Regions from separate parts of the Sus scrofa genome. Here region 1 is linked to region 2. Evidence: chromatin contacts called from public promoter capture Hi-C data. All regions are on one chromosome and are shown on one strand. The core of a region is the stretch at or near the end of the contact, and the rest is flanking DNA. Distances in the headings are between cores, read along the strand shown. Region 1 holds the start of PRRG2 (transmembrane gamma-carboxyglutamic acid protein 2). Region 2 holds the start of ALDH16A1 (aldehyde dehydrogenase family 16 member A1).

Region 1 (7,491 bases), core at 1,692-4,191, 110 kb after region 2:
AGCTGGGTCTGTGACCTACGCAACACCAGACCCTTAACCCACTGAGTGAGGCCAGGGATGGAACCTGAGTCCTCATGGATGCCAGTCGGGTTCCTTAACCACTGAGCCACAACGGAAACTCCAAAAAACAACTATTCTTAGTTTGTAGGCTGTACCAAACAGTTGGGGACTGTCCAACTTCTGTCTGACAAAGAAATTATGTCTAGACTATATGAGAAACTTACAACCCAGTAATACATTTAAAAAAACCCAATTTAAAAATGATCAAAAAAAGAAAAAATAATTTAAAAAAAGGAGTTCCCGTTGTGGTGCAGCAGAAACAATCCGACTAGGAACCATGAGGTCGCAGGTTCGATCCCCAGCCAGGCTCAGTGGGTTAAGGATTCGGCATTGCCATGCGCTGTGGTGTAGGTTCAGATCCTGCATGGCTGTGGCTGTGGCTGGCAGCTGCAGCTCCAATTCTACCCCTAGCCTGGGAACCTCCATATGCCGCAGGTGCGACCCTTAAAAGACAAAAAGACAAATAAATAAATAAAAATGTGCACTGATTGAAATACATGTTTCTCCAAAGAGGATATATAAATGGCTAATAAGCACATGAAAAAATGTTCCACATCATTAACCATATAGGAAATGCAGTCAATCAAAACCATAATCAAAACACCACTTCCGGAGTTCCCGTCGTGGCGCAGTGGTTAACGAATCCGACTAGGAACCATGAGGTCACGGGTTCGGTCCCTGCCCTTGCTCAGTGGGTTAACGATCTGGCGTTGCCGTGAACTGTGGTGTAGGTTGCAGACGCGGCTCGGATCCCGCGTTGCTGTGGCTCTGGCGTAGGCCAGTGGCTACAGCTCCGATTCAACCCCTAGCCTGGGAACCTCCATATGCCGCGGGAGCGGCCCAAGAAATACCAACAACAAAAGACAAAAAAAAAAAAAAAAAAAAAAAAAACACCACTTCCCACCTAGAGGATGACTCTAAGCAAAAAGTCAGATAATGGGGGGGTTCCCGTCGTGGCTCAGTGGTTAACGAATCCGACTAGGAACCATGAGCTTGAGGGTTTGATCCCTGGCCTTGCTCAGTGGGTTAAGGATCCCGCGTTGCTGTGAGCTGTGCTGTAGGTCGCAGATGTGGCTCAGATCCCTCGATGCTATGGCTGTGGTGTAGGCTGGTGGCTACAGCTCTGATTTGACCCCTAGCCTGGGAATCTCCATATGCCACAAGCACAGCCCTAAAAACCAAAGAAAAGTCAGATAATAACAAGCATGAAGACACTGGAACCCTCCTACATTGAAGGTGGGAATATAAAATGGGGAGTAGCCACTGTGGCAAAGTCTGATAGCTCCTCAAAAGGTTAAACATGGAGCTACCACTTGATTCAGCAATTCCACTACCAACAGAAAACATTGGTCCACACAAAAACTGGTACACAAGTGCAAGCAGTGTAGCCAAAAAGTGGAAACAACACAAATGTCCACTGACTGATGAATGGATAAACAATATGGCATATCTCATACAAAGGAATACTATTCAGCCTTAAAAAGTAGTGATACATGCTACAAAATGCGTGAACCTTGAAAATATCATGCTAAGTGAAAGAAACCCAGACAGAGAAAGATCCCTTGTGGCACAGTGGGATGGGTTAAGGATGCGGGGCTGCGCAGCTGTGGCCCAAGCAGCAACGCAAGTGGCAACTGCAGTGGATGTGATCAGAGAAAAAAATGACTCCATTTATGTGAAATATCCAGATTAGGTTAATCCATGGAGACAGAGAAAGTAGGTGAGCGGCTGCCTAGAGTGTGTGTGTGTGGGGGGGAATAAAGGAAAAGACACTACCATTTCAAAGAAGTGAAAAGGGTTTCAGATGATGGGATTAAAAAAAGAATAACTAACCCAGTTTCTTCAAAGAATCAATTGCATTAAGAGAAAAACTGGGTAGGATGGAGGAGAGACTGTTCAAAATTAAAAGCAATTTAAAAAGAGACATAACATGACTCGAAAGGATCCCAATTCAAGCAAATGAAACTTTTTTTTTAGGGCCGCACCTGCGACATATGGAAGTTCCCAGGCTGGGGGTCGAACTGGTGCTATAGCTGTCGCTACGCCACAGCCACGCCCGATCCGTATACCACAGCTCACAGCAACGCTGGATCCTTCACCCACTGAGCAAGGCCAGGGATCAAACCTGCGTCCTCGTGGATGCTAGTCGGGCTGGCTAACTGCTGAGCCACGACGGGAACTACGGAATTCTTATGTTACTCTCTCACTTTTACATGTTTGAACCTTTTTCCAGTATTAAAGGAAAATTGCTGTAAAGGACCCATCAAATCCAAGTTCGTACCCCATCAGCAGCCCCGTAGGGATATGAAACCAGGACAGCCAATCCCCAAAGCTCCATAGAGGAAAATGGTAAACCCTACAGCAACTCCGAGAGGGAAGGCTGTCAAAAAGGTGCAGAGAGGCGGCGACAGGCGACTGCACAATATCCCCCGCCGCCCTCCGCATCACAATCTGGGAAACTAAGGGCAGGAAAGGGGTGCTCTTCCTCAATTTTCACGTCTTAGACTCTCTAGAACACCAGTCCCCTCCTTTCCCCGGGAACCCCGGCCCATCCGTCCGTAGTGAAACTAAAACTCTCCAGAGAACTGAAGGTTTGGGTACCTCCAAAGATTTCTGGGACTTGTAGTTCAGCTTCAAACTTGGAGCGCCTAGAGCGTTCCACTAATGACTGTCGGGAAGTCGGAAATTCAAAATCCTGTCCCACTCTCCCTTGGGACCCCGAGACTCTAGCCTACGCGAAGACGATCGCAGTAACGCCATCCCGCCACCCCCTGGAACTCACCTTACAAACAACGCCTTCTCCCTCCGAAGCGGCTTCAACTGTGCCCCTACACCGGAAAGGAGCGCTGTTTTCCCTCCCCGCTCTACACACTTCCGGCCGGCGGAAGAGACAGGAAGTAGATCTGCCCCTAGTTGCGGAGGTCTCTCTTCTGGCTAGGTAAGTCTTCCCTTCTTCTCTTCCTCCCTCCGGAAACGTGAGTGGCAATTCGAAGGTTCCGGTCAGTAAAACTGGCGTAAATAGGGGGCGCGCTTAGTATATACTAGGCGTTTCCCGGGCGGGCGATTTCCTGCTGGTACCGAGGCTTCGCGTCTCTCTAAGGCTGTGTCTAAGGACTAACCACTTCGCCCAGTGACTGGAAAGCCGGCTTACCCAAGGATATCATCCACTTTTCTGCTGCAAAATAAGAGTTAATAGAGAAGGGATAACTCCACTGTCCCCACTTTACACATGGAGCATTGGAGCAGTCGGAAGTCAAAGCCTTTCAAATTACCTCAGGAAACAGGAATTTATTACCGCATACTCACCTCCCACCCCCAGGGGCCAAGGCGTACATTTCTCACTAAGGCAGTTTCCCTGTCAGTTTCTAGGTATTGACATCTCTAGATATCTGGAGCCCTAGATGTTTAGTTCCCAGCTCTCACTGGCGGGCTCTTGGGGCGGGGTGGGGGTGGGGGGATTGGATAGGAGGAGGGAAGCTGCATATCCAACTCCCTAAGTGCCCCCACTGTGTCGGAGAGGCTGGCCCTCCTAAAGGCTCTGGACCGTGGCCCTTAATCATAAGGTCCCTTTAAATACTTAGTCCCTTACCTGAGTCCCGCCCAAGGCAGGTAATCACAAACCCCGCCCCTCTGGCCAGAAACCTGGATTGTGCCGACTATAGAGAGTAAGGCACCCCTCCTTCCTCTCCCCTCCCCTCTCCCCAGCCCCTCTTCACAGCTGGCCGCAGCTGGCCCAGGAGGCCCCTATTAAGAAGGAGGGGACACTGTTCACAAGTCTGGGCAGGTAAGTGAATACCCTTGGAGGCAGAGCCTGGCTTGGGGACCCTGGCGATCTGGCTCCCCGTTCTTCTGAGATCCAGAAGTCGGAGCCTCCAAACCCAGGAGCCCAGGACCCCTGCTCCTTCCTCCTCCTCCTGGACCCAAGGATATAGGCCTCCGCTCTATACCTCTCCTGTCATCTTTGATCTCCGCGGGTGGATGTGGCAATGAGCACAGAGAGAGGCGGGTGTACATGGAAATTACCAGGGAAGGCAGGAATGCCCCTCAGTGGACATGTTTATGAGCACCTACTGTGTGCCCAAACCCGTGCTGGATACTGCAGACACAGCAGAGAAAAAGATAAGCTCCTAGCTCTGGTCCCTGGAGGGACGTTGCCTTTGTTGAAATCCTGCCTCTGAATTGCACCCTGTATGAATGTGGGCAAATTCTTTGACCTCTCTGTGCCTCAATGTTCTCATCTATCAAATGGAGATAATGATAGCACTGCTGTGAAAATGAGACTGAGTGAATAGAGGTAAACGACCTCAAACAGTGTCTGGCCCAGAATACAGGCTACCTAAGTGTCTGTATTATTCCCGTCATTCGTGGACCACAGAGTGGGTCAGAGAGACCTCGCCTCATTCTCCAGGCCCTGAGGTGTTTGTCGTCTAACTAACCACACCTGGTTCCTAGCGTCCACAAAATATGAGGGGCCACCCCTCTGTGCTGCTGCTATACCTGGGATTAACCACCTGCCTGGACTCCTCACCCAGCGGGAAGCACGACCAAGGTGAGTGTTTGCAGGAACGAACACCCGGAGACCAGGCACTGGCAGCCACCTTCCCCTGACCCAGGAAGAACCCAGCCACGGGTCTCTATCCCCTCAAGTTCACGTTCCTCCCTGTCCCCAGTCCTAGGAATCCTCCATTTTTCTTTCTTTTTTCTCTTTTTTGTCCCTTTTTTTTTTTTTAATGGCTTCACCTATGGCATATGGAAGTTCCTGGGCTAGGGATCAACTCGGAGCGGCAGCCACTGGCCTATGCCACAGCCACTGCAACGCCAGATCTGAGCCGCCTCTGTGACCTATGCTGCAGCTTGCAGCCGCGCCAGATGCTTAACCCACTGAGCAAAGCCAGGGATCGTCCCTGCATCCTCACAGAGATGATGTCAGGTCCTTAACGCTCTGAGCCACAACGGGAACTCCCCTTCCATTTTTTTTGTACCTTATGTCTTTGAGGCCCAGAAGTCTTCCTGGACTCTCCAGAGGCCCAGAGCTTCCTGGGCAGCCATAGCCGGATTCCGCGAGCCAATCACTGGGACCTGGAGCTGCTCACCCCTGGGAACCTGGAACGGGAGTGTTGGGAGGAGAGGTGTTCCTGGGAAGAGGCACGGGAATATTTTGAGGATAATACTCTGACGGTGAGGGCCTGGGGTCCCCGGAGTCCCCTCTGTCTTCTCCAGGACCTGGGGGTGGGGGTCCTTCCCCTCAACTCCCTTTGCCCTTGTGCCTCAGAGATCAGGGTGGGCTGGATTGGGGTGTGGAATCTCCCAGCTGATGCTGCCTTTCTGCCTTCTCTACTCCTGCCCATTCAAGGAGCGCTTTTGGGAGAATTACATCTACAACGGCAAAGGAGGTGAGTCGGACAGGGGAGCCCTCTTGCTCTGTGCAGCTGAGGCAGCCCCTGCCCGTGGAGGCTGAACCCACATCTTCCACCCCAAACTCGCCCCCTCTAAATTCCATGCTCCCTGAATTCCTGGAGGTGGTTATTTATTTATTTATTTATTTTTGCTTTGTAGGGCCACACCTGTGGCATATGGTGCTTCCCAGGCTAGGGGTCCAATTGGAGCTGCAGCCGCCGGCCTACACCACAGCCGCAGCAACACAGGATCTGAGCCACATCTGCAAGCTACACCATAGCTCACGACAATGCTGGATACTTAACCCACTGAGCAAGGCCAGGGATCAAACCCACAACTTCATGGTTCCTAGTTGGATTCGTTTCCACTGCACCACATCGGGAACTCCATGGAGATGGTTATGAAAGAAGTCCCCTCCTTGGAGACTAGAGGCCCTAACTATAGAACCTGCCACAACTTATTCAGAGGAGGTCCCATATCCCCTGGAAAGGGGACCGTTGCAGGAGAGGTTCCAGTCCCTGGGGCCTCAGGCTCAGAGTCTCTGGCCTACCTGAGCTCCCCTTTGGAGTTCAGAGTCCCAGCCAATTCCGCAGCTTGGTTGCTAGGGGGCTTGCTCCCTAGCAACGGGTCTGTGGAAGCCTTTCTGTCTTCACCTGCCCTATCAGCCCACCCCTCAATCCCTCCTCTGAGTTCTGAAGCCCCATCAGTGGCTGCAGCCTTGTTGCTAAGGGCAGGCTGCTCCTTAGCAACAAAGCCTGGCCAGGCCGGACCAAGGGAGCCCGCGGCACTCAGTACTTGGCTGGCGTCCTCACTCCCACAATCCCATCCAGCCTGGCCTGGTTGCTAAGGAGGCCTTCTCCCTAGCAACCACACCTAGCCGGGCTCAGGCCAGGAGCCCAAGGCCTCCTGCCCATAGGAGGACCCCCCTCCAGGCACCAGACATCCACCCCCTTGTGGCCTGGTTGCCAGGGGTGGATGCACCTTAGCAACAGGCCCTAAGTCTGGGCTGGATTCCTCACATTGGTTGCTAGGGGAGGAAACTGCTTTGCCACAGGCCTTGGAAGGCCTGGTAGCTCCTTGAAGCCACCTGAAACAGGTCTGACTCAGGAGGGCCCCCCTTCTCAGGGCAGCAGCTTTTTACTAAGAAGGCTAAAAGCCTGGGGTTTGCTATTTGAGAAAAGTCCCCCGGCCCAGGGCCAAAGGAAGTTTCCCCAGCAGCAGGACCTAGCAAAGCCTGGCAGAGTCCTGCCCGATGCCTCCCCCCCCCACTGCCCCCCGACGTTTCCTCAGGCGTGAAGCTGTGGATCACTGAAGGCCCTGCTCCTGAGCCAAGGGTCCTCGTGGGTTCTAGACACCAACAGTATTATGGAGGGGACATCCCTAAATTCCTCTCTCTCTCTCTTTTTCTTCTGTCTTTTGAGGGCCACACCCACGGCATATGGAAGCTCCCAGGCTAGGGGTGGAATTGGAGCTGTAGCCGACAGCCGACACCACAGCTTAACCCCCTGAGGGAAGGATCCAACCCGCATCCTCATGGATACCAGTCAGGTTCATTACCACTGAGCCACAACAGGGAATCCCCCTAAATTCCTCTCTGGATAAATGAATTTTTCCTCACCTTCTGGTGAGGTCTTGTCTCTCCGTGGCCTGGGTGGTAAAAGGGACTGCATTCTAGGAGTTCCCGTTGTGGTGTAGCGGAAATAAGTCTGACTAGGAACCATGAGGTTTCGGGTTCAATTCTAGGCCTCACTCAGTGGATTAAGGATCCGGCATTGTCGTGAGCTGTGGTGTAGGTTGCAGACACGGCTTGGATCTGGTGTTGCTGTGGCTGTGGTGTAGGCTGGCAGCTGGAGCTCCTATTAGATTCCTAGCCTGGGAACCTCCACATGCCTCAGGTGTGGCCCCAAAGAGACAAAACAACAACAATAACAAAAAAACACCACACACATTGGAGTACTTTGGTGGCTCAGCAGGTTAAGGATCCAGGGTTGTCACTACTATGGCTCAGGTTCAATCCCTGGTTGGGGAACTTCA
Region 2 (6,677 bases), core at 1,282-3,781:
CGCATCTGCCTCCTTTGCCCTCATCCAAGACTAAGAGTTTCTCAAGGGCAGCTTCTGGATTTGATGAGTCCCTACTCCCCAGGGCACTGGCCAAAGCTTCATCCCAGGAAGCTTCAGGGGACACATGTGAGCTGCCCGGGGACTCCAGCCAGGAGATCAGCTAAGGAGCACCTGCCCAGCCCTCTCTCGCCCTGGGATAGAGCAGGGAGAAGAGTCAGCCTGGCCAGGTGACCAGAACCGGGACTGTCCAGTGCAGGTGCTGGATGCCAGAAGGCTTGGGATATGCCACGGGGAAGAGGATCAGATCAGGAGGCCGGGTTTCTAGGTCCTGAAGGGGAAGCCAGGGTCTCAGGCCCTGGCTTCTTGGATCCTTGGGAAGAAAGGACCAAGAGGACTAGATTCCTGGGGCCTCTCAAGGCACTGACTTGCATCCAGTTCGGCATGCGGCTCTCCCAGACTCATGGGGATGCGGAACCCGGCTTGGTCCTCCTCCAGCATTTGAAGCAGCTCGTCCTCAGTCAAGTCAGCCGGAGGAGGGATGGAGGGAGAGTGACAGATGTTGATGAAAACCTTGCCTTCAGATGAGTTGGTCTTTATGCAGAAACCTGGAGCAAATGGGTTTGGCCGTGACCCTCTGTTGCTGCCTGGATCTCGGGGTCCAGCCTTCTTCTGATCTGTCGCCCTCCTTGAGTATTAGTCCTCCACTCTCTGGGGCTGTTCCCCTCCCCGCCCTGGAATTTCTGACTACCTTTGAGTCTTCGTCCCGCTGGTCACACCTGTCCTCCCTGCCTCTCTTTGGCTCTTGGCCCCTTCCCTGCTCTCTGGGTCTCCATCACTCCTCCCGCTCAAAGCCTCTCTACCCCACCATTACTGTTTCTCCTCCCTCCCTCCTCTTCCTGTGTCCCCTGCCCCCCAGTCAGGGTCCACCTCTCTCTGGGACACTATCTCTTTCTCTTTACGTTTCTGTCTTTCTCACCAGGTTGAGGTTGTATCTGTGTAGATTCTGGTCGGCTTGTTTGGGCTTGCTGGAGCTCCTTGGAGGCCTGTGTGAAGGAAAGCAATTTTCAAGTTTGGCCTTTGTGCTATCAGAACCCCCTCATTCGTTTCGCAAATGTTTACTGAGCAATTTTTATGAATACTAGCCAGGCAGGGCATAAGACATACTATGGCCCCTTCCTACCTTGAGGAATCTGAAGAACAAGCCCAATTTTGCTCCCATGTCTTCCAGAGACTAGCAAACTTGAAGGTAAACAACTACAATTCCCGCACGGACGGACACACACACACACACACACACATATGTATTCCCCGAATCCCCAGGGACCCAGGAGTGCGTTCAATCGCACCTGCAGCAGCAGCTCCTCGAAAGGCGTCGTCTCCGTGCCCATCGTCTCTGCTTCGTTTAGCTCCGGCACCAGCAACGTCGAGTCGGCCATGGCCCTGGGGGAGAGACCTTGGCGTCCTCAGCAACCCCGGCGTGGGGGAACCATCGGCGGGATCTGAACTCTGAGACTAGTTCCTGGGCCCTTAACCAAATCGCGACACCCACTATTCTGTATGAAAACCTGAGAATCTGGCCCGAGACACTTTCACTCAGACCAGATACTGTCGTCAAATCTCTTAAGAGCCAGTGTCTCTAGATGCTAAGTCCTGCGTGCCAAAGGTGCAAACTACAGCCACTCTTTTGATCCCTGCGTAATCAGGAACTTGAGTAAGTCACACTACCCCAACGCTTCATCAATCCTGCAACTGTATTCCGTTACCAATCACAGACCAATCTAGTCCAAGGCTGAAGCCACGCCTCTCATCTCAACCAATCAATACAAAGTCCTGATAGTCACTAAATGCCACACTTCCTGCGGGATTCAAGCCACGCTTCCGGCTCCTTCCGGATAGCCGACTCCGGCCAGTAGCTGGGCAAATCTGTCACACTTTAAGAACATTAATTTCATGGAGTTCCCGTCGTGGCGCAGTGGTTAAGGAATCCGACTAGGAACCATGAGGTTGCGGGTTTGATCCCTGGCCTTGTTCAGTGGGTTAAGGATCCGGCGTTGCCGTGAGCTGTGGTGTAGGTTGCAGACGCGGCTTGGATCCCGCGTTGCTGTGGCTCTGGTGTAGGCCGGTGGCTACAGCTCCGATTGACCCCTAGCCTGGGAACCTCCATATGCCGCGGGCGCGGCCCAAGAAATAGCAAAAAGACAAAAAAAAAAAAAAAAAAACATTAATTTCAGTGTCCATCCTAAGACTCTCTTTTGACCTCTGAACAACCACCTCGTTCCAGAACTAGATTCTATTCTCGATAAAATGTATTTAGGACTAAAAACTGCAATTCCGGTATCCAACACAAACAGGATAGCGAGACGCTGGAGCTCTCACAACTATTTGAAGTCACTCACACTTTCGTTCCCCATTCGCCCCGCTCTGAGGACTGCGCATGATCCAAACTACACTTCCGTGCGCAGACCCATGGGCGGGGTCACCAGGTCCTGGGCGGGGTTACGCTCTATCTCCCATAGCCCCGCCCTTTGGGTAGGAGGGGGCGGTGCTACCCTTCGGACCTCGAGGTTTCCTCCGGCAGAGCGCCCTGCAGTCGGTGGAAAGCGGCGGGGGAGCGCGATGGCCGAGACGTGTACAGGATCCCGCGCCAGCGAGATCTTCACCACGCTGGAGTACGGACCCGTGCCGGAGAGCCACGCATGCGCACTGGTGAGGGCTCGCCCGGCCCGCGCTGCCCATCCCCCTCCCCAGTCTTCGGAGCCGAGTTTTGCGCGCGGACTCCCACGATCCACCGCGGCAGCTCAGTAACTCCGCCCCTCTCAGCTCCCGCGATTCCCGCCACTCCTTAGGACCCACCCCTGGAGGATGGTTTGTTGAGCTTCTTAGAGTTGCTGCCTCAGCCCGATAGTCTCTTCTCATGAGGCCCAGTGGCTGTCCCGTTACATGGTCCAGAATTCACGGTGGTGCTTCGCCGAGGGTGCTTCCGAGAATCCCCCGAGGGGGTCCTGTGATTCATCAAGGCCCCCTCATAACCTCCCGCGATTCCCTGGGGGGCTCCCGTGATCTTCCGAGGACTCAGAACCCACGTGTAGACTTACCGTTGATTCCTCAGAACATCCTATGGCTCCCGAGTTTCCCCGGAATTCCTGGAGGGGCTCCCTTGATCAACCAGAGACCTCCAAAACCTCCGCGGAGCCGCCGTGATTCCTCAGGGTCACCTCAATACTCGTGGGGTTCCTATAGTCTCGGGAGTTCTCAGAACCCCAGAATACATCAGAACTTTCTGTAATAACCTTCAGCCCCTCAGAATAACCCCATGGGGCTCCCGCGACCCCTCCGTATTCTTCAGGACTTCCATAAGACTCCCGTGATCCCTCAGGGTCCCCCAAGAACGCTCTTGGGGTTCCCTATAAAAGTAGGGTGCCTCGAATTTTCTGTAACTACCCTCAGCATTCCCCCACGGGGCCATCATGAAGGCACAGGGCCCTCTAGCGCCCGGGCGTGAGAAGCTTGGCCTTTCCTGGAGGGAAAGAAGGAGGTTGGAATAATGGTGAGACCAGAGCCTGCCGTAGGCTCTGGAGATGGAGAGGAGGGAGTGAGGCAGAGACGCAGGAGGGACAGGGTTTGCGTGTTGAGAGGGCAGGGACAAGGCCGCGGGTCTGTGGCTGAAAATGTGGCCTCGGATTTAAGTCCCAATTAAGTCCTCGGAGACAGTTTTAAGGAAGGGAACAAAGAGCTTTATTGCTTTGCCACGCAAAGGAGGACACAGCAGGCTGATGCCACAAAACCATGCCCTGCCTGGAGAGGGGATATCAAGGAGTTTTACAGGTTTAGCTCGGGAGTCAGGGTTATTGATTGAGGGGTCCTTGTTACTCGCACCCATAGATCATTTCAGTGTCATCAAGGCCGGCATCAGCGGGTCCCGTGATGGTTTCTGGTTGTCTTCGTGCTTATCATTCCTTGACCTCTGTGGACTGAAGATTGCTTACAGGGAAGGGGTGTTAGTGCTTGAATTAGAAGAGAAAACACTAGGCGCAATATAACTCTAGAAAGTAACCGTGAGTAAAAGAAAGCAGTTAGCAAGGAAGAGATCATTTGTGAAAAACCGGACACTAGGTGCAAGATAATTAGAAAGTATTAGGAGTTCCCGTCATGGCTCAGTGGTAACCCGGCCAGTATCCGTGAGGACTCAGGTTCGATCCCTGGCCTCGCTCACTGGGTTAAGGATCCAGCATTGCCATGAGCTGTGGTGTAAGTTGCAGACGCAGCTCAGGTCTGGCGTGGCTGTGGCTGTGGCCAACAGCCACAGCCCTGATTCAACCCCTAGCCTGGGAACTTCCATATGCTGTGGGTTTGGCCCTTAAAAAAAAAAAAAAAGAAAAAGAAATATATAAATAATAGAAAGTAAATATTAGTAAGAAGTTAGTGGGCCAAGGTAGGACATAACATAATGGAGACTGTTTTAACTGGTTTTATTTCCCAATCGTTAACTCTTGAGTCAGCCTTTTTTTTTTTTTTTTTTGTCTTTTTTTTTTTGCCTTTTCTAGGGCTGCACCCGTGGCTTATGGAGGTTCCCAGGCTAGGCGTCTAATCAGAGCTGTAGCTGCCAGCCTATGCCAGAGCCACAGCAATGCCAGATCCGAGCTGCGTCTGCGACCTACACCACAGCTCACGGCAACACCGGCTCCTTAACCCACAGAGCGAGGACAGGGATCGAACCTGCAACCTCATGGTTCCTAGTCAGATTCGTTAACCACTGAGCCACAACAGGAACTCCTTGAGTCAGCCTTTTGAGACTGAGGGGAGGCTAAAGGAAAGGTCTTTTGCTTCAAAACCCAAAGATTTAGGGTCTGGTACATGGTTTCCGATCTGGCTCAATCCCTGTCCTCCCACCTCACTTTCCATGATGAACCCAGAAGGAAGAGGGTATCAGAAAGGTTGGGAAAGGGCCCTGGGCTTGGTTATCACATGCTGAGAATGAGAGAGACCTGAGGACCTCAGGTCACGTGCAGGAGACAAATGCAACTGTGCTTGGCCCTCCAGTCTGGAGACAGGGACCTCATAGTGGAGAGATAATTGAGGAGTTCCCATTATGGCGTGGCTGAAACAAATCTAACCAGTATCCATGAGGATGTGGCTTCAATCCCTGGTCTCATTCAGTGGGTTAAGGATCTGGCAGTGCCATGAGCTGTGGTGTAGATTGGCAGCTGCAGCTCCAATTTGACCCCTAACCTGGAACTGCCATATGCCAGAAAAAGAAGAAAAAAAGAGAGAGAGGGATAATTGAATGGTGGGGAAGAGCTCCCGCTGTGTCTTGGGAGCTCTGGGACATGGGTTAGATCCCCAGCCCTGCATGGTGGGTTAAGGATCTGGCATTGTCACAGCTGCTGCTTAGGTTGCAGTGGTGGCTCGGAACTGATCCCCAGCCTGGGAGCTCCATATGCTGCAGGGTGGCCAAAAATGGGAAAAAAAAAAAAAAATAGGACAATGAGATGATCTGGAAATATAGTGTAGACTCAGCTAAGAGGATATGGGATGGAGTACAGAGAGTTCCCATACTCGGAGGCTGGTTAGAGATGAAATCCTGAAACAGCAGTAGTGTGATAACAGTTTATATTTATTGGGTGCTTTCTATGTGCCAACCTCTGTGCTTAGCATGATCTCATTTAATCCCCAAAACAGCTATGAAAGGGGATTATTGCCTTGAGCTCACAGAGGTTTGAAGAGTTAAGTAATTGGACAACTGTCGTGGACATAGCTTTAAAAAAGGTGAAACTGGGATTTGAACCTAAGCCCTGGGATTGCAGAGCGCACACCACCCCCTGCTTTCCCCCAAGCTCAATCTTACAGTCTGTGGGCCAGACTCAACAACAGATGTGTTTTCTTGGCCTGAAACCGATTTTTTTTTTTTTGATGTGAACTGGTAGATAATGGATTCCATGTAAACATCCGGGATTCCAGCTTCTCTTGAAAATAAAATTCCCAAGTTTGGCAACCTTTGCCTCACATTCCCTGACAAAAATCATCTGGACCCAATAGCTAACTGGCTCTTTGGGCAGTGCGTGAGTTCCTTTTCCCCACCAGGCCCTCTTCTCACACCAGTGTGGCCTGCCAGGACCCTGTGGAACATTCTTTTGGTGGTTTTGTTTTTCTTTTGGGGGAAAATTTTGCAAACATCCACAGAGTACATAAATTAGGAACTCCCGTTTACCCATCACTCAGTGCCAACGAGTGTCAACACTTCATCCAATGTCGTGTCTCTTTGGCCTCTTTTTTTCTGGAATGAGTTAAAACCCAGATGTCACGTTATTTTCCCATAAATATTTGAGTCTTCATTTCTGACTGATAAAGACTCACTTTGTAACATAACCACAAGGCCATTTTCACATTAACAAGCACTCTTTTTTTTTTCCTGAGTTTTATTTATATATTTTCCTTTCTCAGCCACCCTACGCCACAGCTGCAGCAATGTGGGATTGACCCCACACCACAGCAGTGACCTGAGCCACCTCAGTGACACTACCAGGTCCTTAACCCACTGAGCCACATGGGAACTCCTACGTTTTTGAAAGAGTTGGGGATATACAAACATGAGCACAGGGGCTTGTGCATGCTGCAGGTGTGGCCAAAAAAGGGGGGGGGGTTGTTCCCATCATGGCGCAGCGGAAACGAATCTGACT

What was found. Promoter capture Hi-C pulls out the DNA fragments that hold promoters and counts their contacts.
Region 1: a promoter capture Hi-C map of liver shows a contact between it and region 2, with 3 times the contacts expected there. The contact joins the promoter of PRRG2 here to the promoter of ALDH16A1 in region 2. A contact is called at or near these places in 3 of 5 promoter capture datasets (fetal liver, fetal skeletal muscle and liver), 6 of 47 Hi-C or Micro-C datasets (embryonic fibroblasts, epiblast stem cells, liver and 1 more) and 2 of 2 datasets of contacts at active chromatin or transcription factors (alveolar macrophages and skeletal muscle).

The regions. Positions count from the first base shown.
Region 1 is chr6:54,633,039-54,640,529 of Sscrofa11.1, forward strand. PRRG2 (transmembrane gamma-carboxyglutamic acid protein 2) reads left to right here and starts at 2,942. Exons shown (of 10, transcript XM_021097559.1): 1 at 2,942-2,998; 2 at 3,766-3,844; 3 at 4,513-4,609; 4 at 5,057-5,238; 5 at 5,414-5,453. The coding sequence starts at 4,525. NOSIP (nitric oxide synthase-interacting protein) reads right to left here and starts at 2,993. Exons shown (of 9, transcript XM_003127327.5): 1 at 2,843-2,993.
Region 2 is chr6:54,527,008-54,533,684 of Sscrofa11.1, forward strand. It overlaps ALDH16A1 (aldehyde dehydrogenase family 16 member A1), which reads left to right and starts at 2,532. Exons shown (of 18, transcript XM_021094740.1): 1 at 2,532-2,706. The coding sequence starts at 2,617. PIH1D1 (PIH1 domain containing 1) reads right to left here and starts at 1,750. Exons shown (of 9, transcript NM_001244978.1): 1 at 1,347-1,750; 2 at 977-1,043; 3 at 426-605. The coding sequence starts at 1,436.